Linked DNA regions of Mus musculus: regions 2, 3, 4, 5, 6 and 7 are each linked to region 1. Evidence: chromatin contacts called from public Hi-C, HiChIP or PLAC-seq and capture Hi-C data. All regions are on one chromosome and are shown on one strand. The core of a region is the stretch at or near the end of the contact, and the rest is flanking DNA. Distances in the headings are between cores, read along the strand shown.

What was found. Hi-C and Micro-C count contacts between places; a contact is called where the count stands out from the background. HiChIP or PLAC-seq counts read pairs in DNA pulled down with a chosen protein or histone mark. Capture Hi-C pulls out chosen DNA fragments and counts their contacts.
Region 2: an H3K27ac HiChIP or PLAC-seq map of large pre-B cells shows a contact between it and region 1, with 2.6 times the contacts expected there. The contact joins the promoter of Clgn here to the promoter of Il15 in region 1. A contact is called at or near these places in 1 of 39 promoter capture datasets (hippocampal neurons) and 1 of 115 datasets of contacts at active chromatin or transcription factors (large pre-B cells).
Region 3: a capture Hi-C map of embryonic stem cells shows a contact between it and region 1, with 2.7 times the contacts expected there. The contact joins the promoter of Mgat4d here to the promoter of Il15 in region 1.
Region 4: an H3K4me3 HiChIP or PLAC-seq map of bone marrow-derived macrophages shows a contact between it and region 1, with 6 times the contacts expected there. The contact joins the promoter of Tbc1d9 here to the promoter of Il15 in region 1. A contact is called at or near these places in 1 of 39 promoter capture datasets (pre-B cells), 3 of 115 datasets of contacts at active chromatin or transcription factors (bone marrow-derived macrophages, embryonic stem cells and large pre-B cells) and 2 of 9 other capture datasets (liver and macrophages).
Region 5: an H3K4me3 HiChIP or PLAC-seq map of bone marrow-derived macrophages shows a contact between it and region 1, with 4 times the contacts expected there. The contact joins the enhancer-like site here to the promoter of Il15 in region 1. A contact is called at or near these places in 6 of 39 promoter capture datasets (the C10 cell line, liver, neutrophils and 2 more), 1 of 15 datasets of contacts at CTCF or cohesin (large pre-B cells), 1 of 484 Hi-C or Micro-C datasets (bone marrow-derived macrophages), 4 of 115 datasets of contacts at active chromatin or transcription factors (bone marrow-derived dendritic cells, bone marrow-derived macrophages, large pre-B cells and 1 more) and 2 of 9 other capture datasets (embryonic stem cells and liver).
Region 6: a contact with region 1 is called in an H3K4me3 HiChIP or PLAC-seq map of bone marrow-derived macrophages, with 4 times the contacts expected there. The contact joins the enhancer-like site here to the promoter of Il15 in region 1. A contact is called at or near these places in 2 of 39 promoter capture datasets (the C10 cell line and pre-B cells) and 4 of 115 datasets of contacts at active chromatin or transcription factors (bone marrow-derived dendritic cells, bone marrow-derived macrophages, large pre-B cells and 1 more).
Region 7: a Hi-C map of uterus shows a contact between it and region 1, with 3 times the contacts expected there. The contact joins the enhancer-like site here to the promoter of Il15 in region 1. A contact is called at or near these places in 7 of 39 promoter capture datasets (the 3T3-L1 cell line, 3T3-L1-derived adipocytes, the HPC-7 cell line and 3 more), 1 of 484 Hi-C or Micro-C datasets (uterus) and 2 of 115 datasets of contacts at active chromatin or transcription factors (the NIH/3T3 cell line and bone marrow-derived macrophages).

Annotation. Positions count from the first base shown.
Region 1 is chr8:82,400,271-82,404,350 of GRCm38.p6, reverse strand. It overlaps Il15 (interleukin 15), which reads left to right and starts at 1,765. Exons shown (of 8, transcript NM_001254747.1): 1 at 1,765-2,051.
Region 2 is chr8:83,387,958-83,392,037 of GRCm38.p6, reverse strand. It overlaps Clgn (calmegin), which reads right to left and starts at 2,196. Exons shown (of 15, transcript NM_009904.4): 1 at 1,938-2,196. Gm32377 (a long non-coding RNA gene) reads left to right here and starts at 2,549. Exons shown (of 5, transcript XR_878991.3): 1 at 2,549-2,627.
Region 3 is chr8:83,346,203-83,350,282 of GRCm38.p6, reverse strand. It overlaps Mgat4d (MGAT4 family, member C), which reads right to left and starts at 1,811. Exons shown (of 11, transcript NM_026233.2): 1 at 1,705-1,811. The coding sequence starts at 1,798.
Region 4 is chr8:83,163,261-83,167,340 of GRCm38.p6, reverse strand. Tbc1d9 (TBC1 domain family, member 9) reads right to left here and starts at 1,989. Exons shown (of 21, transcript NM_001111304.1): 1 at 1,137-1,989. The coding sequence starts at 1,266.
Region 5 is chr8:83,085,167-83,089,246 of GRCm38.p6, reverse strand. Rnf150 (ring finger protein 150) reads right to left here. Exons shown (of 7, transcript NM_177378.4): 7 at 1-4,080. Among named protein-coding and RNA genes, the nearest start is that of Tbc1d9, 78 kb to the left of the region's middle. Within about 2 kb of position 2,421, at least 47 of the 459 cell types and tissues checked have an H3K27ac peak or open chromatin away from gene starts, as enhancers often do. A contact at or near this core is called in bone marrow-derived macrophages and neutrophils, where this site is marked.
Region 6 is chr8:83,062,076-83,066,155 of GRCm38.p6, reverse strand. The region is part of intron 6 of Rnf150 (ring finger protein 150); the gene reads right to left. Among named protein-coding and RNA genes, the nearest start is that of Tbc1d9, 100 kb to the left of the region's middle. Within about 2 kb of position 1,880, at least 36 of the 459 cell types and tissues checked have an H3K27ac peak or open chromatin away from gene starts, as enhancers often do. A contact at or near this core is called in bone marrow-derived dendritic cells and bone marrow-derived macrophages, where this site is marked.
Region 7 is chr8:81,810,386-81,814,465 of GRCm38.p6, reverse strand. All of the region lies in intron 7 of Inpp4b (inositol polyphosphate-4-phosphatase, type II), which reads right to left. Among named protein-coding and RNA genes, the nearest start is that of Gm25267, 340 kb to the left of the region's middle. Within about 2 kb of position 2,290, at least 48 of the 459 cell types and tissues checked have an H3K27ac peak or open chromatin away from gene starts, as enhancers often do. A contact at or near this core is called in stem cell-derived epiblast-like cells and uterus, where this site is marked.

The sequences.
Region 1 (4,080 bases), core at 516-3,015:
TAGTACATCATTGTGATGGAATTCAGTCCAGCTTCTGGCCTATTTTTATAGTGCATGCTCATTTCACGAAGCAGGGCTTCAGTGTGAAATGGAAAAGTGGTTGGGTTTGAAACTCATTGAAGCTGTTCAAGACAATTCACTGTATTATCCTGTACAAAAAGAATATTGATTTTAAAAATGTATTTGTATGTGTGTGTGTGTGTGTGTGTGTGTGTGTGTGTGTGTGTGTGTGTGTAAGTGCAGGTCCCTCAGGAGACCAATGCTGTTGGATCCTCTGGAGCAGGAGTTACAGCTGTTAGTGGATCATCTCAGTATGGTCCTGAGAATGGAAGTCCAGACCTCTGCAAGAACAACAAGCTCTTGAACTGCTGAGCAATCTCTCCAGTCAGATTTTTATGTTTCTTTAAATATAATTTATAATGGTAGTAAAATTTTAAATGGTTGTAAAATACACATTTTCACGATTTTTATTATAAGTAAATTTTGGTGTGATTGTTACCAAAACATGCATTATTGTTTCAAATATAAACCTTGAAGGGATACAAGATAAGTGTGTGAGAACAAACTTCCCATTACAATGATTTTATGTGGAATGCCACACACAGTTAATAATTAGTCGTTCAAATATTCTAGTTTTTACCATTTTTTAATGTAATACACAAAAACACAGAACATAGTTGTGTTTAACTAGGTGCCAAGGGCCTCATCGTTTTCTCCTGGCTTTCTCAAAAGCTTTGGGAACCGCAAGCCACTGAGTCTTTTCAATGATTCATCTGAATGCCAAAGCTGGGACCCCGGGCTCTCGGACTGTCTGGAATAGACACACAGTTGACATGGTTAACTCCTCCTCACTATAATCACTCCTAATTTCCAACTTAAAGATGCTGCCTTACCCACGCCTTGTTTCCCATCAAAAGACATGTGCAATGTTTTACATTCAGCTACAAATTAGGTTGGAAAAATGACCCAAGAGGGGTCAATTTAGTGGAAGTTTACTGTTCCCAAACAGGCCCCTCCTAGCAAGAGTTCAGAAAGAAACTTCCCTCTTCCAGACTCTGCAGCAGGTCAAGGGTTGTTTTGGAGGACCGCCCATTCCAGACCCAAGGTCCTTTTCCGTTTCCTCCCGGTACAGTCTCTGTCCAGATCTCCTCCGGGCTTCTATGGGGAAGCCAAACTGCCTCCCTGCAAGGCCAGTTGCTGTAGATGCAAGCAACCTGTGAACTCAGGCCAACTCCTTGAAACTTCACAGAGGCAAAGGCATTCCAGGACACACAGAGGCTGTGGCCAACTGCCCAGGGGGAGGAGACTGCTCTCTGCTCTCAGTTGCCCTTCAGGTTCTGCGCCCTGGGGACCTGGCAGTGGCAGAATCATGTGGGCACCTGGTAAGGTGGCCGGGACCATGTGTTCCTCCCGCAACCTCCCCAGGGTGTTGATCTCCGCCTCAGCTTGGGCTCTTTCTCTTTCACTTTTCTGTTAGCTGGGGTTGGGACTCCCCGGCTGGAAAGCACTGGGGGAAACCGGGGAAACCCCAGCTGATTCGCTCCTTGTGCCTTGATTGCTCCCGCTGGCTGCTGCCCTGCATCCTGCACCCTTCAACCAGAACCCGATGGAGGTACAGAATGGGAGGTGGTAGTGCTGGTGGTGGTGGATCAACAATGGAATTTTTTTTTTTTCCGAAAGCCTACGCCCCGGGCCCCTCCCAGCTCTGGCTCTGCTCAGGCACCCTTTTCCCCTCCAGCTGCCGGCCAGGCCGCCCCGCCCTCTTTCTTGACCAAGACTTCAATACTCAGTGGCACTGTATTCCCCTTCTGTCCAGCCACTCTTCCCCAGAGTTCTCTTCTTCATCCTCCCCCTTGCAGAGTAGGGCAGCTTGCAGGTCCTCCTGCAAGTCTCTCCCAATTCTCTGCGCCCAAAAGACTTGCAGTGCATCTCCTTACGCGCTGCAGGGACCTTGCCAGGGCAGGACTGCCCCCGCCCAGTTGCAGAGTTGGACGAAGACGGGATCCTGCTGTGTTTGGAAGGCTGAGTTCCACATCTAACAGCTCAGAGAGGTCAGGAAAGGTACTAACTCGGCTCTGCTTGCCACATTCTTTCAAACTTCTGGCCCCGGCGAATGGATGGCTGCTATGGACTTTCTTTCTTTCTTTCTCTCTCTCTCTCCTCTCTCCCTTTGCAAAAATTACTCACCTTTTCCTTGTTGAAGATGCGTTTTCTAGGGAAATAAATGTGCAGGAATGGCCATAGGTCTGGGTCTGTATTAGCAACAGCTTAGCTCAAGGCTTAATCAAAGCAGTTGTCTGTATGAAATACCAGATTGAAGGGAAGCAACGGGGAAGATTGTCCTGAAATAAAATCCTCACTCAAGCGGGCTTTAGATGAAAACCCAGCTAACTTTTTCAAGTGGGTTGGAGAGTGCAAAGTTGCAAGAAAGGGAAGCTCAAAAGAATGTCTATAGCCCCTCCCCCCTGCATTTAATATTATGTTAATGCCCAAACAATGTTAATGATCCAGGTTCCAGACAGAACCAGGCAGCGTCCTGACAGGTTTCAGACAGAACCAGAGACAGAGTCCCGCAGAAGCTGAAATGGAAATGAGGTGATTGGCAGCAGCTACTTTCCACTGGTGATTTTAAATTGATTTCTGATACTCTCATTGGTGGCGCCAGGGAGGCCCCATTGACCTGCCAGGACTCTCCAGTCTGAGCCGGTAAATAAACAGATTACTACGATTGCTGCCTCAAGTTAGATCCTTATCAACATTGAATGCTCACTAAAATTTAAAGGATTTCTTAAAGGAAGTTTAGAGGGATTGATAAGAAAGAAGCGACTCAAGAGGGAACATCAATATTAATAAAGGAGTAGAGACAAAACTATAGTTATTTTAGGCTTTTAGAATAAAAAAACAACAACAACAACAACAACAAACTCCGGAGTTTTACTTAAAATGTGGAAGGGTCAGAAATTGCTTCAGGCTTGTTATAAATGTGTCTGCTTCTCCTCTGATCTTTATGCTTCCCCTTTTCCCTTCTGGGAGTTTGCAGTCCCATTCTCACTCTAATGGCTCCTCTTGCCTTGTGATCTGTTTTGCAACATGATAGGGGGTCAGGTTTTCCCTAGTTCAGATCCCTGACAGGTTTCTAGTAGTTTAGATATTACTGCTGGCTGCTGATTGGCAGGCAGAGGCAGTGTACAGTGCGGTGGGAAGCTGCTTCTTAGAATTTTCCTGCAGATTGCTGGTGGGTTAAAGGAAAAATACAATGGTGCTTTCTTAGTTAAATCTTGTTTCAATTCTAAGAAGTGTCTGTGGCTATATTGCATAATATAACATTTGTCAAGGACACAGATTTATATATATATATATATATATATATACATATATATATATATATATATATATATAAACTAATTTTGAAGAGTTTTAGCAAAATGGCTTAAGGTTATTGAAACAATTTGGAAGCAGAATTTTGACCTTGGGAAGCACTTCATCTGAGGTGTGTGCTGCCGCTCTGTGATTTCAGCTCTGTGATTTCAGGGAAGCTAAAAAAAAAAAAAAAAAAAAAAAAAAAGGAGCTCTGTGGATTTTCCTGAGGGAACTATTTGTAACACCAATCAGCTTTTATAAATGGATATTTGACCCAAGGCTTTAAAACGTTTAGAATCTGGTCTCTGTTTATGTAACTTTTCTTCTGAATGCTGGTTAACCACAACCCAGGAAATAATGTCTTCATCCCACAGCCTGTTACATAAATAACAGTCAACAACTTAAATTCTAACCCCCCAATATTGTTCTAAGTGCACATGTGTTTAGAGAGTGTCATGCTAGACATCTGTTTATAAATATTCGTGTGTATGGCACATTTGCTAGAGTAACTCATTTGCAGGGAAACAGGTCTTGGGAGGGTTAATCTCTTCCACCCCAGACAGAGCTAAGATTGCAATGCTGATAAAAATGAAAGAATTTCCTATTCAACAGCTTCCCCACAGTTTTGACAGTGACAGTTACTAATTTATTTTGGGCCAATGTTGCTAGAATTTTGGCTTCTGATTACTTTTATAGCTGATATTATTAATTATATATTTA
Region 2 (4,080 bases), core at 947-3,446, 990 kb before region 1:
GATTTCTCTGTGTATCCCTGGCTGTGTTGGAACTCACTATGTAGACCAGGCTGGCCCAGAAATCAAAGATCCGCCCGCCTCTGCCTCCCAAGTGTTGGGATTACTTTAGTAATCACATCTGGTTTAATAAATGTAATTTTAAAAATTGTAAACACGCTGTTCTGTGTCTTTAATTCCCTTTTCAATTGGCACCACATGTAGTCAACCAAATGGTTCCAAATGTATGAACTTGGGCTGGGAACAAGAACACAGCCAGAACGCTTGCCTGTATCCCCAAGGCCCTGGGCCCCCCAAAACGAAGCAAAATAGACAGAATATAGTCTCACTGGTCCCCTGGGGTGTGAATAGGAGGGCATTTGTGGAATGAACACATTTTGATCCCTCAGCCTTCATTAGGGACCTAGCCTTCCTGACAGATACTAGTAAGTTGTTGTTCAGTGTCATGTCCACTCCTGCTAACCTTTATAACCAACCCCTGCCATCTTGTAAGCCTGGTGTTTGTGAGAAAAAAAAAAACAATTCTTAAATTAGACTCTACTTTAAAAAATGTTTAGTAATTATGATCATATACTGCCCCTTCCATGACTCATTCTTTCATTCTGAATATTTGCTATATATCTACCCATCTATATCGATATCTATCTATACACACACATACACATATACTTTAATTACATGTATGTGTTTCTCTTTTGTGGTTATGTACACGTATGTGTGGGTGCCAGAGGAGGCCAGAAAAGGGCATTCGAAAGCTCCCTGCCCTTGATACCTTGTCACTAAGTGACTAACACTGTTGTTCAAAGGACAACTGAACTGGTTCCCTTCTCTGGGCCTCTTGTCACCCATGAGTTGAGAGAAAGTCCTATCAAAGCTGACAGTTCCTGTTTTCTAATTACATAATAAAGAAGGAAAGTTTAGTAGACACCAAACAAGCCCAGAGCCCTGAGCCCCCACCTGCTAGCTGCATATCCATCAGCACACGCCACCATTTACAGACAACAGACCAACAAGACCAATCAAAACAAGACAAAAAAGACTATCTTGAGTTTAAGGAACAGGATCAATGTGTCTGGATGACCAAACCAACAGACTGTAGACTAGAAAATGGTCAAAATTACAATTACCAAAAAAAGAGAGCTACCTAGGGAGATGTCAATTTTTCAGGGCAAGAAAAACAACCATGATTTACTATTCTGTTTCAACATAAATTAATCTTCGTCAGAGATATTGAACCATTGACCACCTAATTTTTAAATTTTTGTTTTGCCTAATTTGTTTATTTCTGTTTATACCTTCGGTCTCCAGCTCCCAACTTCCTAGCCTTTTGCTCTTTAACCCCAAACAAACCCCTGCATAGCTTCTTCCTCCTGGGTGGGGCAGATGCCACTTAAACTCAGCTAAAGTATCTGACTGATAGTAAACAGGCTTTAGATAATGAGACTCTAGTCATTAAGGTTTTCTGGATTCAACACAGGGCCGGTTACTCCCCAATGGCTCCTGTTAGGCTCCACCCAAGTGTCTAGGGAGTGGCCAGGATTCTCTGGCCACCTTAGCCAGGTTTGAGCGTGGGGGTGGGGGAGGTAGGGTTCTTTGGCTTCACAGAGAAGTGGGCTGCAAATGTGCCCAGGTTGGTTTTGTTGCATTTTCTAGAAAGATGCGAGAAGAACTCTCCAGGGATTGTGGTAGAGCTTCGTGGAACCGGGCCACACAGTGGCAACAGCAGCTGTGGCAACCGCTGGGATAACGGACTTGAGAGAGGCGCCAGGCTGGGCAGGGCAACCTGGCCTTCCCCAGTGTCAGGGAAGCAGAAGGAGGACCCAAGGGACTCAGGGTGGCGTCTCCCTCCATCCAGGGCTGATCTCTGTCCCCGAGGTTGGCAGAGCCCACCCAAGAGTCTAACTCCCACATTCATCCCTGAACTCATCCTCCAGCCTCACCTGGCCGCACCAAGCTAAGCCTTCTTCTAGTCTCAGAAGAGGATGCTGCGGGGCACCTGGATCCGATTTCTCACCCGGTCCCCAGAGAACAAGCCGCAGGAAGGCGGCCCGCGGTCTACACACCTGTCCTGCGGGCTTGTGTCCAGCAGCGGCAGCTCAGGTGTCCGACTGGCCGCTACTTGGTGCCCGGCGTCTCCCCAGAGCGATCCCGCCGGCAGCCGCCCAGCAGCGACTGCTAACTGCGCGTGCGCGAGCGGCCGCGCGGGAGGATGCAGGATGCAGAGGCAGCCCCAGTGCGCAAGCGGCCCGCTCAACCGCCGCTCGGGACCCAGCGGCCGCGCGCCTGGGGGGATGCGGTCCTTCCAACGTCAGTCCCTCTCTGGAGCTCAGGCTGCTGGCTCTGCAGACTGCTCAGTTCTTCGTGTCGCACCTTAATTGGTTCCCGGATGGATGATGAATAGATGGATGGTTTTGGGTTTTTTTGTTTTTCTTTCTCTTGTTTTGTTCTGATGACCTTAAACTTTTTGATCCTCCTTCCCTTCTTCCTGACTTTTGGATTTGCAACGCCACACTGTTATGCAGTAGTGATTGAAGCCCTCTTGGTGGGGTTATGCAAGCTCTGTATCAGTTGATCCACATCTTTTGTTTCCTCAATTTTATCTCAACGTTTTTAAAAGAGTGCCAGGGCAGGTGTGCCAAATTCATACGCTGAAATTTCCCTCTATATTTTTGTGTTTTAGTAGCTGATTGTTCATGGTTATCAACCGGGAAGCTTCCTATTTCACACATGCTCCTGGCTTGCTATTACATTATAAATGAAACTGTACATTTTCATTTTGTCAGTATTAATGTTAATAATTTGCCACAGACACATAATTGGTTTTTTATTAATCTTGAACACTCCTTGAAGGCATTACCTGCTTTTTTCTCTGTATGTTTACAATTCTGTATATTGTTTGTATCGTCTTAATTTGTGTGACCAAACTTTGAGTCTGTGTAAACGTTCTGTTTTCTGTTCATAAATGTTTGAAGTCTGCCCCTTGATTTAGGATCTGTCATTTTTTTGCTTGACTCAACTTTACTGTGGTTTCAATACAGTAATTTTAACTAACTGTCTTCATTCCTTATTAGGCACAAGCAACATTTTTAAAAACTTAACACACCTCCATCCAAGAGTCCATCCTATTTAGGCATAGAGTCTGTTTTATCCAGTCACTGTGTACAGTTACTGTGGTACCCAAATTGTCCTAGGTTTAACTGAAGGAGGTGTGAAGGGTTCTTTGGAAAGTCAGTTGGGTGGTGTTTTGCTGGGACAAACACTTGAAGGAGCATCTTGTTAAAGTGGACATAGGTGTGAAAGGCTACAGCAGACTCGTGAAGGAATGTTACACTGAAGCAGACACAGGAGAGAGGATGTTCTGCTAAAGCAAACATGTGAAAGGACACGTGATAAAGGATTCTTCGCTAATGACATATGTATTGGTGTGCCTTACATTGTGTAGTTGAGCTGTGTCTGTCGGGACTCCATAGAAACACATTAAAGAATTGTTGGTAGTGTGTTGTAGTTTTTGTTGCTTTTGCAGACTTGGGCTGATTGGCAGAGTGATGTCAGCTGAGACAGACGCACATGCTAAGGCAGGACCTGTGGAGGACACGTGATGTTTAGAGGGAGTATAAAAAGGACCCAACTAACAGTGACAGGGGTTGAGCTAGGCTTGCTTATCGAGCTAGCTGTGCAACATTTGTTAGTCACGAGTCTTTGTTGGTCTATGCTTGGTTGAGAGAGGCATAGTCAGAACTTTTCTTGGTGTTCCTCTTGGTCCCTCCTGCTGACTCAAGCCAAGGCTGAGGCCTGGCTGTCTCTGCTAGGTCATGCCACTGCTGTCGCTAACCTGACTCTACTAACCTGGACTGCTGGTGTATCTGTGAAGTGTTTGCGAGTGGATCGAGCTGCCGCTACTGACCTGTGACTTGAACTGTCCATTTCTAGACAGCACAGAAGTTGCTCCAAAGAACCTTTCTGGATAGGTTTATTGCTCCATATCTTTTTTTGTTTTGATTTGTTTTTTTTGTTTGTTTTTGTTTGTTTGTTTGCTTTTTTAAGACAGGGTTTCTCTGTGTAGCCCTGACTGTCCTGGAACTC
Region 3 (4,080 bases), core at 562-3,061, 950 kb before region 1:
TATTCTTCTTCTACAGTGTGTATTCTTCTACAGTTCTAGCATTTTTGCCCTCTAAAGGTGCTTCTTGTGAACATCATAAAAATGTTTTACACCCAATCAAAACGTACGTCAGCATTCAGAGCATTTACTATATAGTTGCTGATCCAGTTTCATGTGTCTGCCATACTCCCAAGGGCCCAGACCTTGCTGGGATTTAATATACTCCTGCATTTGATCCTCCAAAGAGAGTGCAGAGAAGATAAAAATATGATACTCTTCTCCCCCAGTACAGGCTGAGGCGTGTTTCTCTGAAAATTGAAAACCACTGAGCCTACAAGTCGTCCTGTTGCCAGTTGAAGAGGATCAGGGATGCGAAGAACCAGCTAAATCAAGATGGGATATCTGTGACACCGCTTGCCAGGCAGGCAGCTTGAAGTGGTATAGATCTTCAGGTCGCTGTGGCCCAAATCAGTATTGCAGGGTCACGGAAAGTGTCTACCTCCTTGATGACACAGCCCTAGTCACAAGGGCTGTGATAGAGCAGCTCTAATGGGAGACTTATACGCCACATCAAGGAAAGAATGGCCAGCTGGGGGACCCCAGCAAGACCCCCAAAGTAGCCACAAACAGATGCATCTCCCAGAGAAACCCAAACCACCAGGAGACCCTTACCCCACGCTTATCTATAGGAAAGTACCACAAAGGTGCAGAGAATATTTGCCAAAGGCGGCACAGTGGTGCCTCTCCATCGGAGGTATTCTGTCGTGTGATCTCGATCTCCAAGCACCACCAAGTGGCTTCAGCTTCTCCTCTTCTTGGACTATGGGCTACCCTGTGTCACCTCCACAAGTTCCCAGTGTATTGTCCTTTTCTGTTGCCACCAATATTGGAGTTCATGCTGCAGTCCTAAGCTTTAGCAATATTTGTTTTTTACCCCCACAAGCATTGTGGAAACTCCATGGAAAGGCAGATTTTCTCTCACTGTCCTCATTGATCAGTTACTTACAGCAAGACAGCTATTGTTTCATTCACTCATTTACCTGATTGGTTTTTATTAATTGGCATTTTTTTTCTATGCCAAACAATGTTGTTAGTTGGTTTTTGTTTTTGTTTTTGTTTTTGTTTTTCTTCCTGGACACTAGGTTCACATCAGGGAACAAAACAGACAAGAACAGAGATGCCTCCTCCTCCTCCTCCTCATTTAAATATTCTCATACAAGTAAATTATTAATCCCACAAACTTACAGAAAAAAAAAAGGCTATCTACCCAGAAAATTCGTCGTCCGCTCTCTGGCTGGCCTGGAACTCGTAAAGACTGCCTGCTTTTGCCTCCTGAGTGCCGAAATCAAACACCAGCTAATTTGTAAAGAGAGGAAAGACAACCTGGCTGTCTTTCTGTAAGTGCTCCTAAATTCTCTGAAAATATTTAAAGTTACTGAGAAAGGAGGAAGAAAGTCCTGGAGCTCTTGCGATATATTGAAGAGATCTGGAGGAAGGATGAGCAGGAGAGGCGAGGGGCAGTTTTGGGGGGACCTGCTAGCACGAGGCCGATCCATCAGCACGCGTCCCGTGCCCCACGGTGTCTGCGAGGGCTGGTTACAGCCCAACCGCCCCTGGTGATGGGGCATCCCGAGAGGCAGGATGGAGAGCGCCCCCCATCTCCCTCATATCCCACTATCAACCCCACCCCACTCCACCACCCCCGCCCCCCCCACCCCCGCTTACTGGTTTGGTTCATCCTGGAGATGCAGAAACACGAGAAACCAAAGAGCAGGACGGCAACGAAGGCGAAGAGCAAGTTAACGTTCTTGGCCTTCATCGTGGCAGCGTCACTGCCAACACCAGGCTGCACAGGCACTGAGCCTGCGTCCTTGACCCCGCGTGCTTGCTCGCCCTCCCAAGGGGCCGTTGCTACGGTCCTCAGGTCCCCAACACTTTCTCCCAGGCACATCGTGGTCCCCTCTTGACCACACTTTACAATCCTTTGGCAAGGCTGTGAAAAACTGTGGGTCAGCCCTGCGCTGCCTGGCCATGACCAGACATTATCATCTTAGGGTAATTTCCTGCGAGAATTCATCAGATTTCGATTCAAAGGTGTGAAACACATGACACAGCCCTTCATGTTTCCCATTTGGTCTTTACACTCTGATCTCTCTTGGAGACTTGCAGGCAGTGTTTGGGTGATGCACAATCTCTTTTCTGCAAGAGCACCCAGTTTCTGGCCCCTTTGAAAGCTTTAAAAGATTTGGACACCCACCTGCTTGAGAATGTTGCGCTGAATAGTAATGGCCGGGAGTTGTGAGTAGTGAGATCCTAGAAGAGGGAGGCAAAGACAGCTGATAGCTACTTCACTTTTCTGCTCCTCCAGCCCCTCTTCCGCCCCATTTCCCAGGCGTTTGCTGAGCTCTCTTGGAGGCCACAAGGCAAGCAAACCCTGCTAGGACAGACACATAAACCCACTTGCTAGTCTCTGAAGCGATGGAGAAAGTCCTTACTATAGAGAAGGAAGGTATCAAGGAAAATATCGTCAGAAGGACATCAGCTTCTCTGTGTTGATTGGAGCACCAACTAACTGGTTTTCAGCCTTTTTCTTGCATGTCTCACCCCAGTAAGTCTAAGCCTCTCCTTCAAGCTCTTTATCGCCAAAGCCCCTCAGTTTTATCAAGGGCATCAGGTCCTTCTGACTGCTATTACACTCATCATCTATAAAATGTTTACAGTCCTTCTTAGGGACATGTTTCTAGATCCCCACTTCTGCCCTGACACCCACGTTGTTATGGTGACATTCAAACTGGCGCCACCCTAGGCTGTCCACAATTCATCCAATAAGATGATTTTCCTAGTGCACTACTATCTGCCTGTCACTACGGCTTAGCAGTTCCTGTCTTCCTCACCAGGTGATAAAGTCCCAGGAAGGGTCTTCACTTAGAAAACGAGCATTGTTGTAAATTACAACACAGAGCAATACCAAACTGTTAGTGTCTGACATGAACTCAAGCCTCCAAGTCATGGCTTACCGCAGGTTACTCAACGTTCAGGAGAAAGTGCTGCAGGAGCTAAGGTCAAGTGGAGTGCAGCTATGTTCCAACCACACACACGGAGTCCAGGAAGGAGTAGGTTACAGTCAATCTCATGATAGGAAGTCATATGTGTTACTGGTTCCCTAACACACACACACACACACACACACACACACACACACACACACACACACACAGAATTTTCAATGGGCTGGTGGATTGGTCAGCAATTTTCTGGGTCCCCCCAAATGAATTATCAATTTGAAAAAGTTTGTAGGGTGGGAAAGAGAGAATTTGATCAGAACACCATTGCCTGCTTTACCCTGACCCCTAGCATCCCCAAATACTTGGGAAAATGTTTTCCACTTACCAGCCCTAAAGTGTGGGCAAAGCATGCATTCACATAACCGAACCAGCATCTCCCTCAATATGATACTCTGTTTTCAGTGTGGTGTTCTGTCATCAGTTTGACAGCTCATCTCCTGGGTACACATCTTGCTGGGATTCTCTTGTTTTGGGAGAAGGTAAATAAATGGCTTTGCACAGGCCCTGAGAATACACCGCAGTGAGGTATATAATAGAGAACCAGGCTGTTACACAAAACATTATTCAAAGATCTCCATGGTGCTCTAAGCTCTGGCTTTATTTAGCCCAAGATAAACTAAGGGTCAAACTTCCTAGAATCCTCTGGGGACTACATAGTAATTCTATACATTCATGGAAACTTAGATTTAAACCTGTGTGCACAGGAGATCTTCACAGGACTTGAATTCAGCAGGTTCTTACTATACTAAGCTAGCAGCTTGGGTAAGGGTCCAATATATCTACTAATAGTAGCTACCTGGGCAGCTGCGTTAAGAGGTTTCCAGGTAATCCATTTGTAATGTCGTTTACCTTTCAAAAGAATCTTGTTTTCACTGTTGTCATCCATGTGAGCTCCCTCTGTATCCCTCCCTCGGGAACCCCACCTGGTCTCCCATGAGCACACCCCTAGCATTGTGGTACTCAGAACACTCGTTCATCAAGACTTACATTTTCTTGCCCACATGGAATATTCATTACTGCCCATGACTCTGTAAAT
Region 4 (4,080 bases), core at 740-3,239, 760 kb before region 1:
TCTGCAACTCTACAGATTTTTCTATATCACTGTTTTTGTTTGTTTGTTTGTTGTTTTGTTTTGTTTTGTTTTGTTTTGTTTTAAGGTGTAAAGAACATCAGGTCACCTACAAGCCATTGCTTGCGTTAGCCAAATATTTCAAACATAAGCACGCTAGCATATGCTGTACTGGAAAACATCTGAATTTTAATGTGAAAAAAAGCAGTTTATAAACATCACAGTTATGTCTTCACCTCATCAAGAACTATCCTCTCACAGCGGGCACTGTGGGAGCAATTTACCTAACACTCAAACTCTGGGAAATGCGGTCCCAACCCCGAAGATGTCAGCAGTCCATCCCATGTCTGCAGTCTCTCTCCTAGTAAACCATCTACTTATGTCTTTCACTGACTTTGGCTATAATAAATATTCTAGTACATGAAGGAAGGCCCACTATCTCTAGCACTGAAAGTCAGTATTACCTGTAACCTCCCCCTATGCAAAACAGCTAGTTAATATGGAAATAACCGGGTTATAAGAGAGAAAGATTGCTAATAATCTTGGTAACATTTTGTTGAAGGAGTTTGAGAACTAACTGAACTAGTTAAAATGCAGTTATACAGCGAATTCTTTTTATGACCAGAACCAAATAACTTGCTTTGTTTTATGTCAGATCTCATGCAACAAAAGAATTCCATTTTCCTTATTCATTCTCATAGGTCATGTAGGAAGTGACCACATCAGCCTCTTGACAGATTGCTTCCCTGGTAACAAAAGGGTATTTTATACCTAATTGCCCATAAAGACAGCTGAGTCCAAGCTAAGCATCTTCCATCTCTCTTCTCAATACATTCAGCAGTATGTTAAAGGGGGGTAGGGAGAGTATGCAACCCGGCGTTCGATTCTTAATAATTCACTCATTGCTAATTTCATCTTAACCCACTATGGGTCACCCAGAACTCAAAGACCCCATCGCCCGACAGGGTCAGGAAAGAGGCGTTTCTCTCCTAGTCTGGGGGAAAATAAAATCACAACTCGAGACACCTTCCAGGCCCCCAGACAGGGCCGGCAAAAGGCCCAGCCCCGGAGACCGGGCGGCGTCCCGGGTGTCCGCAGCCAGAGCCCCGGGCGGAGCCTCCCGCAGTGCCCGTTCTTACCCGCCAATCCGCCGCCGCCACCCCCGTCGCCCCCGTGGCCCTTCCTTCGTTGCAGAATGAAGTAGGGGTTGGCTCTCTCGGTGATCCACAGCGCGTTGGCCAGCAGTACCTCCTCCGGATTCACCCACATGGTCCTGGTGGCCGCGGGCAGTCGCACAAAGAGGCCCGCACACTGGCGCGCTCTCCCGGGCACACGCGCGCCCTCCCGCCCGTGGGTGCGGGGCCGCGACGGCCTTCAGCAGGCTGCGGCCCGCGGCTCCCGGCCCGCGACAAAGACCCAGCGGGCAGCCGGGAACGACGACGGGGATCGGGACCCAGCAAGTAGCATCCTCCCTACGGCTCCTCGCTCGCCAAGTGCACAGCCTCGCAGCCCGGCCCTGCCCACCGCAGGGCGAGCAAGCGTCGGGGCTCGGTCTCAGGGCGCGGCGGTGTTCAAGGGCGAGCTTGTGCGGGAATCCGAGCCCCCAGGGCGCCGTGATCACCAGCTGCCGAGCCCGAGATCACCGCTCGTGGACACTGCGCGTCGGGGCAACGAGCTGGAAGGACGCTCCCGGCGCTGGGAATGAATGACGACAGCGCGGCTCAGTCGCCGCGAGCCCGGGTGACCGCGGGTGGCTTCTCGCGAGCCCGGTAGGGACTGTGTGCGGAGCGCAGGGCCCCACGCCCATCCCAGCAGGGAGGAAGCTGCCCCGCTCCCAGAGCCTGCGTGTGGCGTGTGTATTCAAGGCTGACGCTCGGCGGGACAGCGCCACCCCTGCCCCGGAAACGTGTGTTCCCAGGTTCCAGACCTGGCTCTAGAGCCAGGAGTCCAAGGTGGACGCAGCCAATGGTTGGTAATGTTTTTGTTTCCTGCATCCCTGGATCAAGTCACGCGCTAAACTTGTCACCACCGGTGGCCACTCCCCTTCCATTCCTTTGTAATTAAAGTGGCCCAGCTAAATGCATTACATCACTTCTTTCCTTGACCTACAGGGCGTAAGCTATAGAGAAGTTGGAAACAGACCAAAAGCTTAAACCAACTAATTCTCCCCACAGCTGTTCCTATATTGGGCATTAGGAGCTTTGAGGGACACTAGCATTGTTTGTTTGTTTGTTTGTTTATGAAAATTAAACCAGAGGCACTCAGACCAGGCAACTTTATGCTTTTAACAATTTGTCTTTCCCTGCATTCCTGGAATCCCTTTCTGGTCTCAGCTCATTTACTGCGTATCGTACGCGACTAAATGCATTCACCCGAGAGATCGGAGAAATGTTTTCAGCCAAAGAGGTTTTCCTTTTCAGATGACCAGAGTTGTTGACTAGACTCTGCAATGGCCCAAAAGTTAGCCAATCGTGAGAATCTCCTCTTTTCAAATAACCAAACCATTCAAACACATTTTTTATGTGTGTACCTATGATTTAAATGTGTCCTTCCAACCCCAAATTCAGTCACTGTGACAGCATTAATCTGTGGGGCCATTAGAGGCAATTAGGCCGAGTGGGGTCCCTCATCAGGAATGGAGAAAGACACAGAAAGCAGCACACAGGAGTTGGGTTAGTTTATCCATCAGCTCAACTCTGTGAGGAAGCAGACAGAACCAGCAGCAGATGTGGCCCACATGGTTGTAGACTTACTGACCTTGACAACCATGCGAAATAAAAGTCTTTCCTTTAAGAGTTACTCATCTTGCCAGGTGTGGTGGCGCACGCCTTTAATCCCAGCACTCGGGAGGCAGAGGCAGGTGGATTTCTGAGTTCGGGGCCAGCCTGGTCTACAAAGTGAGTTCCAGGACAGCCAGGGCTACACAGAAAAACCCTGTCTCGAACAACAACAACAACAAAAAGAGTTACCATCTCAAGTATTTCATGACAACAGTACAGATGGACTAAGAGCGGTTTGGGTGTGTTTCTGACTGTGTTAAGGACTCTTCCAAGTAGCTGAATGAGCAAACTGGCAGCCATTCCATCAAGGCTTTGTGCCCAGCCCTGAGGGTGCTAAAGAAGTACAAGGCTCTCTTCCTGTCACCACAAGGGTCTTCTCCCTGATTTGTTTAATCATTTAGATACCTGTCCATTGACAGGGTCCCACTGTGTAGCCCAGAATGGCTTTGCACTCAAGAGCCTCTGGGCTCATGAAGCATAAGCATGAAGCTCTCTGGTTGGTCTGCACTAGCAACGGTCTGGCTTTTCACCTGTTTTTCATCTTCAGTCTCTTTAGGAGACAGACACTAGACCTTCAGGCCTTTAAAGATGCTCAACACAGTTAACAGACGCAGGTATGTTGCTTTGTGGCAGTATAATTTCTAAAACTACAATAAACCCGCCATGCTGAGAACGGAGACAGTGGGGCAGCCTGAACTCAAGTCTCTCCACCTTGAGAAAAGCATGCATTAGACTGTCTCACAGTTAAATCTAGCTTCTGTTTTTTTGTGGGTTTTTTCTGTCCTTTATGTCTTGGGTTTCTGTAATGTAGGCACTTCTATGGGCACAACGGAGAGAAAGTTTGTGCTTTCTGTCTTGTTTGGCAAACACAATAAAGATTGTTTTCCATTACCAATTTCTACTTCCTACATAGAAACTGAGGTATTGGGTTGTGGACCTAAATATTTGGTAATAGTTTGGCACTTTCAGTATTAAAATCAACAAGCAAAAAACAACAGGTACTTTCTGTAACTAGTATTTTTTTTTTCTTTTTTGAAACAGGATTTCTTTGTGTAGCCCTGGATGTCCTGGAACTCAAATGTAGACCAGGTTGGCCTCAAACTCAGAGATCTGCCTGCTTCTGTCTCTCAAATGATGGGATTAAAGGTCTTCTCCATAACTGCCCACCTTGTAAAGTAGCATTTTCAAAGAATCTACAAGGTCCCATAATCACACCATTTGTAGGATCCTTATCTTGATCACACACCTGGCTTGCTGGGCATGGTGGCGCACACCTTTAATCCCAGCAGAGGCGTTTGCACCT
Region 5 (4,080 bases), core at 1,172-3,671, 680 kb before region 1:
ATTTGTGGATTTATCGAGGCCAACCAGCAGCCTGAAAAAATTGAAATGCCCAAGGGATCCACCTTGACTTTTGTTTGTGAGAACATCAGGAGACAATTCAGCTAGTTCACAGAAGAACATGTGTCCATTTGGATGTTGATCAGTCTTTGGTTTATTTAGCACACACGGTCCTCACATTTTCTCCAAGGTCACTGCTGGCCAAAGAACCGCACACCAGAGAATTTCTACCCAGCAATGACTTTGGGTCACTCAACTGTCTCTCCTTTCTCTGTAGATTTTCCTGTCTGCCTCTTTAGAGGTCTTACAAGAAGCACACTCCCACATCCTCCTCCTTCCCCCCTCCTCCTCTTCCTCTTCTTCCTCCTCCTCCTCTTCCTCTTCTTCCTCTTCCCCCTCATCAATGAACACATATCAAGTGGCTAAAGAGCAAACAGCTCTGCAGTGAGGGTGAGCATCTGTAATGCCACCAGTTTAGAGGATCTGGGCACTGAGGTTCAAGAAAAAGCCATTTGATTATGAAGGACATAGGACAGGGAGAGAGTGAGTGAGTGAGACAGGCTCTTACAGAACAAGGAACTGATTAAATTAATTAAAGTCCACATCTGGGATCTACATTCACTTCATTAGTTATGGGATGATAACACCATGCCACCACGAAGCTCACAGTGGAATAAAATAGTTCCCTATCTACAAGATTTTAACTAGCACTGTCTGACCCTCCTGAGAAAGGCCTGCTGTTGGGAGCCAAGTATCCCAATCTTCTTCACAATCAAGACGTTTTAACTCATGACTATTGACTCCCTTCAACACCTGCTCTCCCTGGGACTCATTGGTAAGTTCCGAGCCCAGGGGAGGGGCAGTTTTCCACATAGACTTTCTCCTTAGCTCACCCTGCTTTGATCTGGGATCTTGCCTGCTGTGGATGTCCTTCAGGGTACTGGTCGTTTCCCTTGTGAAATTCAGCCATCACCCCTGCTCCTCCGTCCTCTCCCAAAATGGACAGAAATACTGCTCAGGAAATCAGGCAGCCCAGTCTTTGAAGGGCAGTGCCTCTGCTCCTCTTTGCCGTACGTTCTTTCCAAGAAGCATGGCTTGCTAAATGTTAAGGACCCTGGGAAGATGGCAGAAACAGGTCACGCAAATCCTGCTCTTGTGCGAATGTGGCCTATTAGGAGGGGACCAAGGAACAGGGTTTAAGGAAATGGGGTGTAAGATAGGGAAAGTGTGTGTGTGTGTGTGTGTGTGTGTGTGTGTGTGTGTGTGTGTGTGTGTGCAAGGAAGGGAAGGGAAATTAAGAATGCTATGGGGGCTGGTGAAATGGCTCAGTGGTTAAGAGCACTGACTGCTCTTCTAGAGGTCCTGAGTTCAATTCCTAGTAACTACCTGGGGACTCACAACCATCTGTATCTGGGATCTGATGCCCTCTTCTGGCTTGCAGGTGTACATGCAGATAGAGCAACTCATACATTTAATTTTTTTTTTTTTCTTCTACAGGACATCATCTCCCTGGCCTCAGTACCTCAGCACTGCAGAGACTGGACCTTCTCTTTGTAGATTGCATGATGATCTTTCCTAAAATTTTTGAAAGTTTTTATTTGGTAATTTTCATGGTGTTCAGCCAAGGATATGCATTCAGTGGACAACTAAATGCCATTAAATGCTTATGCAATCTACTTCAGCACCAACTAAGCTTACACCAAGAATCTTAGGCAGACTGATGTTCTCTTTTGGTTCTGGAAGTGTTGTAGTCCCAGGAATGTCTGGGCTGTAAAGAAAATGGCCACTGGGCACAGCCATTCTTAACAGGCTAGACCCTTGAATACCCACAGATGAAAATGTTAAAGCAACAACAACAACAACAACAACAACAACAACAACAACAACAAATCTCTGGAGAGAGACTTGCTTCCATGGCCAGGATGTCACACACAATGTTGAAATAGCTAGGTGCCTCTGGTACTCCTCCCCACCTCTGCCCCTGCCTCCACCCAGTATTTGTCTCTGTAGCTGTCCCAGAACTTGCTTCATAGACCGGGCTGACCTCAAACTCACTGAGATCCACCTGCCTGAGTGCTGGGTTCAAAGGTGTGAGCCACCACTGCCTGATTGCCTCTGATACCTTATCATCTCCTGTCTCCATACTATATCCATCCCTTGGGTGTGTGACCAGAACTGACCTTGAAGGCCCTGCCAGACCCAAGGCTGTTCTTAGGAGGCAGCAGCCCTTTAGAAGGATTAACCACGCAGGAGGAAGCCATTCTGAAAGTGACTCTGAGGGAGTTCAGGGCTCTTTTCCTCTCTCAACCTTGGACAAAGCTGAAGAGAAAGCTGCTCGCCATTCACCACATAGAGGCTGGATGGCCACAAGCTCAGAGATCCTTTCTCGGCAATGCCACACAGACCGGGTATGTGGCTCGGCCTGCGGTTTCCTGCGCCTTTCCTGTCTCTGAGTTCTACTGCTTTAGAACGGGGCAGCCACAGGGATGAAGAACTATGGGTTGAGGTAAATTCTCTTTGGCTAAGTGTCACATTAAGAGTCTTGGGATTAGTCATAGAAGTGAGGGGTGTAAGTCTCTCACATGAGTCTCAGGGTTTGTCATAAAAGTGAGGGTGTAATTTTATTTCAGCACCAAATCAGCATGGTTGGTTGTCTTGTTGTTTTTTAACAAACAGCTCGTCAGAGAAGCAACAGTTGCTGAGGACAGTGGACACTGTGTTTAGAAAGTTGATAAAGGCTATTTGAACCGCTATTACTTATGGAATAAGAACATCCCTGGCTGTCTCCTTAGGTAACTTGGCTAAAGTCTGTTTTTCTTTTGGGGAAAACCTGAGGTAATCTTATCCTTTTTCTCCTGTCACAGTCAGGAGAGCACTTGTAAGGATTCTGGAACATTTCTTGGGCTGTGCTGCCCGGCTGGTGGCCACTAGGCACATGTGGCTACGGAAAGCTTGAACTGTGGCTAGTAATAATGATGATGTGCTGGGCGTGTAAAAGACAGCAGATTTAGAATAGGTAACAAAGAATAGAGGAAAATGTTTTCCTGACACCCTACATCATTTGCACATCAAAACAATAATAATATTAGATTAAACTGCTATTAAATAATTTCCACCTGTTTCCTTTTTGCTTCTTAAAATGTGGCTATCGGGAGTTAGAAAAAAAAATGCATGTGACTTGGGCTGTATTTCTGTTGGACAGAGTTGGTGCACCACTTGCTCCAGAAAAATGCATGCCTGTAAATGCATAGTCAGTGGGCACTCCTGGGCTGCATAGCCACGTGTGGCTCACTGGGTCCTCAGGTCAGGGCCTCCTCATCACGGAAGGCAGCAGCAATGTCTATAGTAAGAGCTTTGCCAGTTATCTCAAGAGGAAAAACTTTCTTTTAATCTTTCTTTTGCCATGAAGGTCACAGGGAAGCCCTTCAAAACTCTTTGGTAAGCAGAGACTGTCAAAGGCTCAGGGAGTTTGCCACAGGGTCTCCTTGGAGTCAGATCAACAGGCTAAGGGTGGGCCTCTTGGGCTCCTTAGCATCCTGTAGGGTATTAGGTCAAGGACTTGCTTATATAATCAGCGTTTACCTGGCCACTGGCCAGAAAACACCTACCAGATCTTTTTCTGTCTGGTCATGCAATGTAATTTTGTATTTCTCTTGTTGTTGAATTACCCCAATGTCATTAGACTAAATATTAAAATTTCCTTTGTGACTCAGTTGTTTTCACAACACAGATCCCCCCTGGAGAAGTGCAGATGTGTCACCTGAGACAGAGGGGACAGTGAGACTCATCTTCGAAACTTCATTGGAGAGAGTCTGGTTTAGCACTCACCTGCTTCCTCGCTACGAAGCATCTCAGGCCTTGGAGGCGGGCATTAATTATGGGATGTGCTAGACCTTTGACAGAGGTGATTTTTCTGAAGCTTGTTATCATTTTCCTTGCCTTGCTCTCTACCATCGAATAGGAATGCATTAAAAGTAGAAAGAAAGGAAGGAAGGAAGGAAGGGAGGGAGGGAGGGAGGGAGGGAGGGAGGGAGGGAGGAAGGAAGGAAGGAAGGAAGGAAAAGGAGCAGTGGAGAATTCCAT
Region 6 (4,080 bases), core at 631-3,130, 660 kb before region 1:
TAGACAGGGTTACCTTCTTTTTAAAAGGCCGAATAATATTACACTGAATCCATCCACGGATGTATATGTAAGTTACTTCCACCTCTCAACTGCTGTGAATAGTGTGCTGTCTGATGAATATAGTGGTGCCCAGAGATTTTCTTGAGTTCTGCTTATGTGTTTGCCTGTGTGAGCACACATGTACATGTGGATGAGTGTGCACGTGTGCGCATGTGTGTGCACATGTGGAAATAGAGATGAATGCTAAGTGCCACCTGGGATAGCACTCCACTTTACCCACTGAGGCAGGGTTTCTCACTTGAACTCAGAGTGTGCAGATTTGGTGAGTCTAGATAGCCAGCTTGCCCCAAGTGTCCTTGTGTCTGCCTTCTAAGTGCTGGCGTACAGGAGGGCTGTCATTCTCCCTGGGCACTCGTGGTTCTGGGTATGTACACTCTGGTGCTCCTGTTTGCACTCAAGCGTTTCACTTGCTGAGCTGTCTCTCTACCCTCAATGTAGGGGAATTTTGAGATTTTGACTTTGGTTATTTCAGACCCAAGCCCAGATATGAGATAGCTGTAATTTTAATTTCCTGATTTAAGTTTTTGAGCAATCTCCATACACCTTTTCATATTGTTGTACCAATTTACATTTTAACCAACAGTGTACCCTAGACAACACTAAACAACAACAGACTTTGACAGTGGCCATCTTAATAGGTTTACGGTGATTATGCTCTGGTGGTTTGATGTGCGTTGCCCTGATAGTGAACTAATGCTGACGATCTTTACAAATGCATGGCCGCTTGGGTATCTTCTTTGCAGAGCTGCCTACTCTGCCTGGGAATGGTGTATATTATGTTCCCATATCTGGGAATTAAACTTAATAATACTTTGAAGATTTTTGCATGAATAAACATGAGGGAGTCTGGCTCGTAGTATCCCCTCCTTGTGTTATCTCTGACTTTGGCATCAGGATGAAGATGCCTCACTGAGCTGGAAGTGTGCTTTCCTCTCTCTCTCTCTCTCTCTCTCTTTTTTGAGGGGGAAAGAGTTTGAGAAGAAGTTTTATTATTTCCCCCTTTTGAAAAACATAGATGATGTCTGTCCTGCTTTCTTTGTTTTAGTTAATGTGGGCAATGGGAGAAGAAGGGCAGGCTGGGCTCAGACTGGGCAAGGATCTGAATGCTAGGTAGAAGCTTACAACTTCATTTAATTTATATGGATGCCATCATGCTGCTACTTCCAGAAGTACTGCAGAGAATGAAGGCAGTGGTAGAACATTTGCTTAGCATGCACAAAGCCCTGGGTTTACTCTCCAGAGTGTACACATATACATGCACACACACACACACACACACACACACACACACACACACACACACACACAGATACACACACACACACACATAGATACACACACATACACAGACACACACACACAGAGTGACACACACACACACAAACACACACACACACTCCAGCAATGCTGTGTCAGCTGTATTATTAATGTATTTATTATTGTAGCATATTCATTGGGAACCTGCCTCCATCTTTCATGTGCAGCCTCCTGGGCTCCTTCTCAGCTCAGTAACATGCTAGCACAGGGCCTTCCCTTTGTAACTACAGCCCCATTGTTTCTATAACGCTGTATTTCTTCACTGTTGTTGGAGGTAGGTCAATGTACCCACATTTCATAAAGCGATCTTTACCACATGACAGTCAGATGCCCACTCCTTGCCCTCCTGTTATATGATAGTGCAGCAAGTAGCCAGAAGAAACTGAAGAGCTGGGCTCTGGAGGAACACAGGTCTGGTTTAAAGGCCTAGGTCCTAGGTCACAGCAAGGAAGGATCATTTACTTGGCTCTAGGAAGGGTTGGAGAGGGGGAGGGGACAGAAACAGGAAAATGCCCTCTTACTCAGCATGTTCAAAAACAAGGAAGTATTTAAACAGAAGATTTGAGAAATACAGAATCCTTGCAAAATATAAAAACAGATTCCAAGCTACAGAGCTCAACGCTGGAGACTCAGCCCTGACGTGCGTGTGTTTGGCTCTGCGCGTAGGACTCATTTACATCCACCTGTTCAACTGCCAAGGTCAATTTAAGATTGGAGGTGTCTTAAATTTCTGACCGTTCTGACTACCTGCTCCCTTCAGCAAAACACAGAGAAGCCGATTTAAAGGAGACGGCAGATCTTTTGTGTAGTAGAAAGCTTGATCTTATCACCTCCTCTTACAAGTACCCATAGTCGGCCCTCAGCCAGTTTGAAGAACAGTTCGCAAGTGATGCCTTTGGGGGACCTGGTACAAGGGAAGGCCTCAAAGTGTAGCATAAAACTTGACTGCTTGGGGCTGGAGAGATGGCTCAGGGGTTAAGAGCACTGACTGCCCTTCTGAAGGTCCTGAGTTCAAATCTCAGCAACCACATGGTGGCTCATAACCATCCCTAATGAGATCTGATGCCCTCTTCTGGTGTGTGAGAAGACAGCTGCAGTGTACTTACATATAACAATAAATAAATTTTTAAACAAAACAAAATAAAACAAAACAAAACAAAAACCTTGACTGCTTAAGGCCTAAGTTTTAGCTATGGAAAAGAGGCCTAATGTTGTGGGTTTGTAGCACAGGTTAATGTCCCAACAAAAAAGTCTGCAATTGACTTAGTTGAGTGTGTTATTGTACCTTCTTAGAAAATGTAGACCCTACCTAAATGTATAACAGAGCAGTGGGCAAGTCAGGATGCTATAAAATTGTAACTTAACCCACTCTTCCTGCTTACAAACATTTCCAGTTCTTGGCATTTAGAACAACAGTAAGACTTTGAACTTGTATTCTACATTTGCCCCTGAGAGGCAGTTCTTGCCCATGTATTTGAGGCTAGAACTGAAGAAGTAACAGGAGCTAGGGAGTTCAGCAATGTTAGGATCTGGAGGTGGGAGCTTTGCCACCACCTCATGCATCGAACACATAGACAATTCTCCTGCCTCAGCCTTCCAAGTACTGAGATTACAGGCATGAGCCACCATGCCTGACTAACCTGCTACATTTTGTTTGTTTCCCAACAGAATCCGCACCACTTGTCATTTGTATTGTTATAAGACAATATACATGCTATGCACACATACAGTTTGAATACTGTATCCTCTGAGACCAAGTTCTCAGACCAGGCTCTTAGCACAAAGGGCATTTATTTGCCCCAGAGAGACAGAGGGCAGGGATAAGGGACAAAGACAGGAGATACAGAAAGAAGGAGAAAGAGGAGGGAATGAAAGAGAGAAAGGGGACGAGGGAGAGGTATTTGTCCCAGAGGGGAAGAAAGGACTGCTTCCGAATAGAGAGGACACAGATGTGGCAGGCAGGAATATGGTGTTTTACAGAATTACAAGGGGGAAACCTTGTGTTAGGATGAGGTGTTTAATTTTGATTGGGCATGTTGATTAGGTGAGCCAAAGTGTGGTTTTCAATATCTGGACTTCAATACTTTGATAGCTGGATCTTGGCCTACCAGGACCATTGCTCACCTTGCTTGTGCTGACTAGGGTCTCTTCATGTGCTATGCACATGTTGGAATTGTATCCCTTGTACATGCTTGTACACGGTAAAGCTGTATCTCCTAGTGTGCTGTACTGTGAGGCTGGGCCTTTAAGAGATCATTAGACTTTGGTGCAATTAATGCCTTATAGAAAACCCAAGAGGCTTGGTTATGTACTTTTGCTCAGACACGCGAGGACATAGCCAGAAGGCCAGCCAGGAATCACAACACGTTGACATTGGGATCTTGGAGAGCCCAGCTAATTCTAGAATTCGGAGAAGCCAATATTTGGTGTTTCACCTACCCAGCCTGTGGTCCTTTGTGACCTTAGCCTGAGTAGACACATACAATGTATCTTTTTTCTGCTGGGGTTTCAGGTTCTCTAGAGAGGCTAGCTTCCTTCCTTTTTCTGCTTTTATGAACCTCTTCTCAGAAGTGGTAAAGCAGCTCTATTTTCTAGAAATAAATGCCAAATTAATAAAACGAATGAAGGATGTAAAGTACTATTCTATAGCTGGGGTCCCTTGAGACTAATTACAATAACTGCTCATTTGTTACCAGCTATCAC
Region 7 (4,080 bases), core at 1,041-3,540, 590 kb after region 1:
TCCATTAATAGAACTATCCAAATAAATACATTCTGAATGAAGCACTACAACAATTTTCTGGTATCATGAACATAGACAACTGCAATGGAAATACAAAGCACTATGACACTGGGGAAGATTGAAACTGATGAATACTTTCACCTTGATTTAGCTATACTTAAACAAGGGTGGTTAATAAAAATGGGAGTATCTCCCAGAAAACACAGAGAAGCAGGGTTCCAAGTCCTAGTTTGAGGTTCACTATCCTCTTTATATGTCACAATAATTTATCAGTACCTTTAGCGAAATGAAAGAGGAGACGACTGTGAGGTGTTATATTTTTTTTAAATCTCTTGTGTTCTAAGAGACTGACACTTTTTTCTAGACCTCACAGCCAGAGTTAATACTACACTATGAGTTCACTTACGATTTAAGACTGCTATCCCATTGGGTTCTCAGTTGTTTGTTTAACCTGCCATTAAGAGACCCTGGGAACCACCAGCCTTACCTGCCTGGATTCCTCTGTGTAATCAGCTCTACCACCTAAGCTAATGACTAATTTTAATTTTAAATTGTGTATTCATCTATGTCCCTGACCCAGAGAGCAATGCATATGGATATGTGTGAGTGTTATGGTAATAGTTTGCTGAAAACAGCAGACAGAGTGAAATTGACCTTATCCAACAAATATCTACCATAAATATTGGGGAAAGCATATGGAAGATGCTTGATAACACAATGTTTGCAGTAGTGAGTTCTTTGGGGTCAGTTGAAGTAAATAACTTAATCCCTTGTTTAAAAAGCAACTGTTAAAGATTTCTGTAAAGCATCATTCCTCTCCCATGTGGTAGTCTCTCTGCCGTCCAATAACCGGAGAACAAAGTTTTTGTTAAGAGACTCACTCAGAGCAAACACAGACAGGTTACAGAAAGGCCAGCTACAAACTACAGACAGATGGAAAGCATAGGGAGAAATGGAAAATTCGAACTTGGACTCACTCTTGGGCAAATGAACCCAGGAAGAAGTCTGAAATTTCATCCCTTAATTTGACATGGAGGGTACAGAGACCTGTGATTCTGAGAAGGTTAACAGGACATGAGAAACACCATAACTCCAAATGCTGTCCTTTAATTATGAAGCAACAGGCACAATTATGTGACTGTAAAAGACCATGGAAAGCAAAGATACTCTTAGGTCCATCTTGGGAATAATAGTCTTCCATCCTGAAGTCTTAGCTTATGATACAGCAGAGGGTTGAGACCCACCCTACCCCTGTTTCCCGAGGGGATACCAGAAAGTCTGTACATTCATCAATCATAAGTCAATTATTTTCTATTAATTGTTTTGACTGAAGGTGAAAATAACGTGGCAATATTCACCTACTTAAAGAACTCAAGGCATTAGCATACAGATGTGCCAAGATAAGGTTTGATCAAAAAAAAGGTATTTCTGAAATATTTTCCTTTACAGGATAAATCAGATTAGTAATCAATTAGGAGTTAAAATCAGGTTTGCATCCATCACCAGCAGAGAATGATGGAGGAGAAGCATGGAATCAGTAGATGGAAGGCCTTTTGAATATCTATCTCTTTCTTACTTTCCTTTGCAATACTGGGGTTAACCCAGAATGTTAGGCATAAGAGACACATTTTTTTTTCCCCAATGAGCCAGGGCCCTGTTCAAATAATTCACAAGTGTCAATCTAGAATATAAGAACTAACTTCATCTTTCTAAACAGGAGTTTGATGATGGGCTAATTCAAGCAGTAATACTTCCTGCCTGCAGACCAGAAGTGGCCTGACTCAGGACAGCTATGCCTAAAATATCTCTAGTAAGGAATCCACAAAAGAGCAGTTCCCTGTAAGGCCACAGCAGGTCACCAGAGTAAAGCCATATTGTCCCCTGAGCCCCCAGAGTTCTCTTCACTGCCTCCTCCCAGGCAAAGCTACTCTGTTGGTGCTCAAAGGGGCTAAAAAACATTCACAGCCTGGGGATGCTGCAAACTGAAGGGTTGCTGAAGAAGCTGGTATTTAGCTCTCAGCCTTGCCAGCATCAGGAGTGGAGCAGCTGTGAGTTTTCCAGGGTTTTTTATTTTATTTTTTCAATTTTTTTTTACAACTTCTTCCCTTCAGCAAGAAAGATTTGTTGTTTCCCTGCCAGACTCCTGCTACATTTGTCTGTTTATTAGCTTAGCTGCATACTCTGTCTAGTAGCCAAGATCGTCATGGCGATAGCCACTTGTTTACAATCTGTGTTTAAATAAATTAACTCCCAGTCAATTATCAGCTACATATCTTTATTTCAATAGAAACTCCGACATCACAGAAGACAGGCCTCTTAGTGGAGGTAATCCCAGACAACAAGAATGACCAGCACAGAAGATGAAAGGAACATTGCAGGACCATTTCCCAAATCAAAGGAAAAAGAAATCTATTGTAAAAAGGGATGTTATTTTCACAGTTTCCCTCCCTCCACCCTCCCTCCTTCCCTCCCTCCCTCCCTCCATCCACCTTCCCTCCTCTCTTTCTCTCTCCCTGTAAGCAAGGTTGCTAGGAATCCAGATCTACTTTTTCATAGCAATTTAGCACCACACGATCCTGCAGATCTTTAGCTGAGTCAAAGGACTATCATCAAACTACTTAGAAAGACAGCAAGATTTAGACTAGCAGTCACAGGGATTGGTTCTTATCTCTTACAGAGACAAAAGACCAGTTCTCTAAAACATGTGAAGCACAGGCTTCTTTATATCATTAATAGTTTCTGAAAATATTCAATAATTTCTTACAATGTCTTTGAAGAAAATGCATGGGAGTAAAAAGGAATATAGAAATCACTCTATCAATCTGGTATTATAAAATATTTTCCATAACTGTTACACCCTCATTAATGTATTTATCACTACTTTATAATAGCAAAATAAGCATATTACTCACAAGCCATTGAGCCTCAACCATGAGTAGACCTCATGTGATGTAAACACTGGTTAAGTACTATTGGGAACCTTTCTGACAACATTGAAGTCATTTAAGAATACCTATTCCACTGTTATTTTTTCAAGATTTAAGAGAGCTAGAATGTTAATGCTTACAAAATTATGGTTTTACTCTCAAGATTAAATTTGCATTTCTTGTTGCAAAGCATTTTACCAATCTTCTCAATCTAAGCTCCAAGTCCAGAATGGAAAGAAGGGCCTGAGACTCCCCAGATTATGTTTCCACTGTCACAACTGTTTCTTCTTTAGGCTTTCTTAATAGGGAACGTCTGTAAACACTGAAAGATGCTGTCTCTCTCTCTCACTGATCACCCTTCTGCCTGTCCTCCCTGCAGTGGCGCTGAGACCACCTGGCAGTATTTCCAGCGCTGCAGCACTATTCCAAACCTGCTAGGGCCACCCCTGGGCCAGCCTTTCCTGCTCCCTATGTGAAGTCTTTGCTCTCAGGCCTCAGCCAGGGTTACTGCCAACACTCATTGGATATCAGTTAAAGCCAACTCCACTGGTCATTTCCTTCCAAAGTCCAAGTGTTGGTAGTGTTTCCTGTTGTCTCCCTTCTGTTGCCTGGGACCTCAATGTCAATTTAAAGGGCTCATTTGACATTTTCTAGAGCCACAGGAGCTTCTGGCATAATAAATGATTCCTTTAAATACTGTATTCAGATAGGTAGTGTGGTTGCCTTCTCCCTGGGCAGGAGGACTGTGATAACTCTCCTAGAGAGTTAGAGTAGTTGCCACTGTCTTTACTTCACATACCTAACATTTGCTTAACCTTTTGGTAGAATGGAAGAAACCCTGGGACTTGAACTCAGAATTCAAGCTTCAATGCCAGTAATGTTCCTGCAGAAATTCTTTGCACCTATAAAATATGCAAAGTACTTTAAAAACTACCCTGACAGTCAAACCTTTAAAAAGAATATGGGAGATACCCTGGGAAACATGGATATTTAGAGCAGATCTTCTGTATTATGCAAACTCTAAGTTAATTTTCATATCAAGACTCTCTAGTTGCAATCACTCCTGACAATAGGTTGAGATGTATACCCATTAGAGCAGCAATGCCTCACAGAAAGGGATCTTGTTGAAACAGGTCCTAACCAAAATGTGTGC